Linked DNA regions of Drosophila melanogaster: region 2 is linked to region 1. A link is a contact called in public Hi-C data. All regions are on one chromosome and are shown on one strand. Each heading gives the region's core, a stretch centred on a gene start, on an enhancer-like site or on the middle of the called end of the contact. The rest is flanking DNA. Distances are from core to core; before and after follow the strand shown.

Region 1 (2,700 bases), core at 103-2,602:
CAGCATCGATGTGGAACCCAAGATGAAGAGCAGCTTTGTGCTGCTGCAGGATCTGCTTATCTTCTTCAACTTCTATCATGACGGAAAATTTAATGCAGCGTTGGATCTGCTCAGGCAAACCCAGTTGGTGCCCAATACGTTGGACGATGTCGATGTTGTACTGGGCAATGTGAAGCAACTTAGCGGCGAGGTAATCAAGGTCCTGCCCGACGTTATAGTGGCCGCCATGGAGATCGCCCAGAAGCAGTACAAGCAGCTGAAGGCAGGATCAGGCAGCTCGCTGGAACAGACCCAGATGCAGCAACTCCGGCAGCGAGCCAAAGCCCTGTCCAACATGGCAGCAACTATGCCGTATCGCCTGCCCAACGACACGAACAAGCGACTGATTGAACTCGAACTGGATATGCACTAAAATAAATATACTTTAAGGGATAAAGGGAAGCAATAGTCTACTTCATTAGCATGAATATGTGCTCCTCCTCCTCCCCCTCCTCATCATCATCACTGTCTGTCTCCTCTTGCCTTCTTTCCTCAAGTTGCTGAATGCGAAGATGAGCTGCTGCCAATTGCTGTTGGAGATCAAGGCAATTGGCGCATGGATTATTATGAGGCTTACTCTCCTTAAAGCTTTCCTCGTCAATGCCAGAATCCTCGCTCTTGAAACTGATATTACTTCTATTAGCACATGATTTCATACTTTTGATGCTCTTTCCGAGGGGATCCTCCTCCTCCGTTCCTAAGTGGAACTCTGGAATGGCGTCCTTTCTAAGGTTTCCCTTGTTTGGCAGATAAGTCCGGCGAAAGTGTCTGCCGCAAATAAACAGCCACTTGTTGTCCACCGTAAGCCGACATATTTCCATCCATGCCTTGCGCATTTCGGGATTCGAGGGAAAGAAGTGCAGTCGTTCTGGAGGAGATCGTGAGGAGCAGTTCCTGACGCTGCATCTGCGAATGAAGGAGTTCCTGCTTGGCTTACTGACCTGGTGCACTACCTCTTTTGTATCTAAATCATGAAGAGAACAGGTTTAGGAAGCTATCTAGGAGGCTGCTTCGATACACTTACTCAAGAAAAGTGTGGGAACTGCCCAGGAAAACACCTTGGTCTTGCCAAAACATTGTGTCTCAAAGTGCCGCCTACACACCCGACTATTGAACAAGTTAATATCTTTTATGTCCGCAATATTATCCAACCACTTCTGCCGGACAACCGGATTTATGGGGAACTTGTACATGGAGCTACTATCCTGTTGACCACTCTTATAACAATCGGTTACGATGCAGCGAAGGTTTTGGTTTTTCATATTTTTGGACTGCTAATATAGTTTGGTGAAATGTTGGTAGGTGAAATGGAGAAAGCAACAAGTGTTGGTAGGCGCGTGAAACTTAAATTTGGGTCAAGATCAGTGACTGGACGTTGGTCAAAAGAGGGGGTACCTGAATGTCTTCTTTAGTAAGCTTTTTATTGTATCGGGGAAAACATTACAGGACTTAGGTTTATAAACTTTTTGAATTTTTAAATTGTTTATTGCGCTTCAACAGAAATTAATTCAAACGAGCAAGCGAACTTTTGTGGTCACGCAGTATTCGGGGTTGAGTCTTCGGTAAGTCTGTCCTCCAACCAAATTAGCAAGAACACTGATCACGTGATACACTTTCATTAAAGAAATTATAATTTGCAAAATCGTCGATTTTTAAGATATGAATCTCTACTAAGGTCAATGAGTTTTTTTATATTCCTGAATATAAGGTTTTTGCTTTACTTAATATAATTTATAAATAACTCAGATATGCATTATTTTTCTTCAGGTTAATTGAATTAAATAGTTTACATGTTAATTTATAATTTTAGGAATAAGCAACAATGTTTTAAATGAAAACACTTTAAATACTATCAGGCATTCTGGTTTTTATTTAATTTAAATTAAACCAAAACTGGTTTAAAATAAAATTAACTATTCTGATTTTTATATTTTTATTTACTAACAGATGATTTAAATTGGGATCTAGCATTTGAATAGGAACTTTTAGCGACTTCGGTTTTTTGTACTTTAATTTATATATTTATTTATTACAATATATCCGTTCTCTAATATAACTAATATACACTTCGTGAGTGTATAACAAAGTTGCGTTTCGTTTCTCTTTGTCCGTTTCAATTTCTAATCCAGTCTAATGCATCGGTGTTATCTTGACTTTGTTTATTTTGCTGCATGCATTTGATACTTTTTTACTGGACAAAGGAATCTTGAGTAGAAAGTGATTTGAAATGACCTCGTCCGAAACATCAGCATCGGCTTTCTCGAGCTCGGACACAGCCGCCCTGGAGCGTCAGGCGGAAGTGGAGCAGCCGGTGACCTTGGAACAGATCTGGAACGAAAACCACCGGCGATCGAGCGTAGATTGGATTCGCAAAAGTGGTTACAAAAGGGTGTGTTTATCGGCTACGCTTTTGGAATTACCGTCTAAAGCGTATTCTTCTAGGTTTGCCTGCAATTCCCAGACGACTATCTGCCCCACAGCAATGCAATTAGTGTGGGCCTGAAGGAGCTACTTGCGCCGGAGGACGTGAAAGTCTTCATCCTGGCGGACACCACATACGGAAGCTGCTGCGTGGACGAGATTGCGGCTGCCCATGTGGATGCAGACAGTGTGATTCACTTCGGAAACGCATGTCGCAGTAGGGCCGCCCGCCTGCCGGTA
Region 2 (2,700 bases), core at 129-2,628, 320 kb before region 1:
GCTGAGCACCGGCTTTCTACCAATGCCCAGCATTCGATTATCCAAGTATACTGCCGGTGGCAAAAGTAAAACCGATGGCCACTCCAAGGTGCATCCCTTTCCGCCCGGTCAAGTCTACAACTCCACGAAGAGCATGCAGATCCATGTCATCGCAAGTGTGGCGGGGGATCAATGAGAAGCCAAACGAATTAATTGCAATGTACTCATAGCACATATGGCCCATGGCCAAGTATTATTAATTATTTATCGCCCTACTATAAAGTAGTAAAAATTGAAAATCAAATCAAGTTAAGATTTTTTTGCCCTCAGATCCGCGGCCAATTTGGCCAGTTGTTGCTCCTCCACGCGGTAGTAGTGCCAGCCCTCTTTATCTGTCAAATCCACGGCACCAAGACTTTCGTAGAACTTGCGTGCAGGATTCCATTCCAGTACATTAAACTCCAGGCGAGGGCACTGAAGCTCTACAGCCCGCGATGCAACCTCCAAGAAGATTCGCTTTCCGGCGCCGCGTTTACGGTGCTCGGGGCGGACATAGATGTCCTCGACGAAGAAGTACCGTCCCTGCCACGTTGAGTATGCCTTGTAGCAAATGGAGTACCCAATCGCCTGACTAGAATAGGAGAACAAGCCCACAAGTTAATCAGGTCATGCCAAGAACTACAGCACTTACTCAGTATCGTTGTCTACAAGCACATAGACTTCACAATACTCCTGGCCACCAGTGAGTCCTGCGTCTCGTTTAAGATCTGTCATATTACAATCCATTACTTTACCATTATTTCATTACTATGGTAAGGGTTTCGCCATCTCTTACCTTCCTCTGTTAGCTGGGGACCATTGCTCATCTTCTCAAAGTCAGCCAGTTCCTGCAGATCAATTCAAAAGTATCTCAAATTGGTATTAAAATAGGAATCTTATAAAACTCAACTTGAATCATGGAGAGCACATCTTTAATATCTTCAGCTAGAGCACGCCGGAATGTAAACTCTCCGGATTTCGACATAGTGGGAAATCTTTATAACCTGTGTTTTTCTGATTATGGTCAAAAGAGCTTATCTTTTGTCGAAACAATTCTAATCTATAGAGATGAGCCGAACTCTCGTGATCACAATTTAATATAACTCAATATCGATTGGGAAAAGAATTATTTGTTGTTAATAAGTAAAAAAATTAGATGAAACAAGAATAAGCCCAGATTCTTGTATATATACGATTCACATTTGAAATAATTTTATTTCAATGCACTTATCGCCATAAAATTAGATTATTTAATACTCTTCTTTACTCATTAGAATTATTTTTTGAATTGCGCGAAGGCCGCCAACAGCATTAAAGGTGTGACCAGGTGCACTTGAAATGCATCGGTATATTCAGCGTAACAAACTTCAGCCATACTGCATTTATTTAATTGTTTTATTTTGTTTCTGCATTTGACCGATTGCGTCGCGAAATGGATGTGGACAAGATCTGTCTTACCTGCCTGAGTTCCACGGGACCACTCCTGTCCATCTACGACGGCGGATCCGGCAGCTGCCTGGCGGACATGATCCGGGAGTTCACAAAAACCAAGGTGAGTTGCCTTCGCCGAGTGATCCTGATTTCCATGTTAATCTCGATTTAATTCGCGTTTTCAAGCCCCGCCGCAACGATAATCTGCCCGAGAAGGTGTGCCTAAGCTGTTTGAGTGAAATCTCCAATTGCTATACCTTCAAGATCAAGTGCGAGAACTCCAGTCGCACCCTGCGCCAATTGCTGCCGAATGCGTTGCCGGAGGAGCCCGATAGCAAGGTGTCTATCAGTTGTCCAGTGGCCACGACGGACCAGGCTGTGCAGACCACTAGCTGGGAGCCGGACAGATGCACAGCCTCCGTGCAAACGGACGCAGTGACTACCACAGACGCCGAACAGAATACCAGCCTGATTAAGTCAACGATTTCAGTGGACCTGGACTACGAAGGCGAGGGCGAGGTATTCGATTACGAGCTGCCGGATGAGCCCGTCGAAAAGACCACCAGCCTCATCCTGCAGGTCCAGGGGAACTTGAAGGACGAAAAGGAAGTTGTGTTTACCCAAACCAATGTTATTTACGAAGGCGACGACCACGAGCTGGAACAGCAGATCAGGGAATGTAACCTGGCCATCTTCGAAGGTGTCGATAACGAGGCGGAGATCATCACAGTAACCGCTCCGCAGGTAACCACCAGAAAGAGCGCTGCCAAGCTTCTAACGCAGCAGGAAAACGATAAGCATCAGACTCCTGTGGGTTCTAAGGAGGAAGCACGCGAATTAGAGAAGGAACAAGTACCTCAGTCGGCTAAGCGCACCTCACGGCGTCGCGGAGTTGTCAAGCAGGATGTACCGGCTACACCGCCGTCAGATGCAGAGCCTTCCCCCAAACAGCATCGGTTAGGAACACAGCGAAAACTCAGCGCGCCAAGAGCGGGAACAGTAAACGGGCCAAGCACAACGTCAGGAGCAGCTACTACCCCTGAGCTCAAATATCACTGTGATCGTTGCAATGCGGGATTCGCGGTGGAGAAATCGTTGATGATCCACAGACGCCAAAAGGGCTGCATTAATCGCAACTACAAGTGCAATGAGTGCGAAAAGGTCTTCGTGTCGCCGGATCACTTGGCGGAACACCAGGCCAGTCATGGTGCCCACAATTGCCCGGAGTGTGGAATACGCTGTGATTCCAAG

The links. A called contact is a pair of places that touch in the nucleus more often than the background predicts.
Region 2: a contact with region 1 is called in a Hi-C map of the S2 cell line, with 2.5 times the contacts expected there. The contact joins the promoter of CG6654 here to the promoter of CG14860 in region 1. A contact is called at or near these places in 41 of 107 Hi-C or Micro-C datasets (the Clone 8 cell line, the D17-c3 cell line, the Kc167 cell line and 17 more) and 3 of 6 datasets of contacts at active chromatin or transcription factors (all in the Kc167 cell line).

Annotation. Positions count from the first base shown.
Region 1 is chr3R:14,893,436-14,896,135 of dm6, reverse strand. CG14860 reads right to left here and starts at 1,352. Exons shown (of 2, transcript NM_142146.3): 1 at 1,064-1,352; 2 at 1-1,003. The coding sequence starts at 1,301. The coding sequence ends at 450. It overlaps Dph2 (Diphthamide biosynthesis 2), which reads left to right and starts at 2,182. Exons shown (of 2, transcript NM_142145.4): 1 at 2,182-2,428; 2 at 2,482-2,700. The coding sequence starts at 2,267. It overlaps Nup93-2 (Nucleoporin 93kD-2), which reads left to right. Exons shown (of 4, transcript NM_142147.4): 4 at 1-433. The coding sequence ends at 412.
Region 2 is chr3R:15,212,336-15,215,035 of dm6, reverse strand. CG6654 reads left to right here and starts at 1,378. Exons shown (of 3, transcript NM_142172.3): 1 at 1,378-1,570; 2 at 1,636-2,700. The coding sequence starts at 1,451. CG4210 reads right to left here and starts at 1,062. Exons shown (of 4, transcript NM_142173.2): 1 at 929-1,062; 2 at 815-866; 3 at 671-746; 4 at 191-610. The coding sequence starts at 1,003. The coding sequence ends at 289. It overlaps SIDL (Shal Interactor of Di-Leucine Motif), which reads left to right. Exons shown (of 6, transcript NM_142174.3): 6 at 1-274. The coding sequence ends at 175.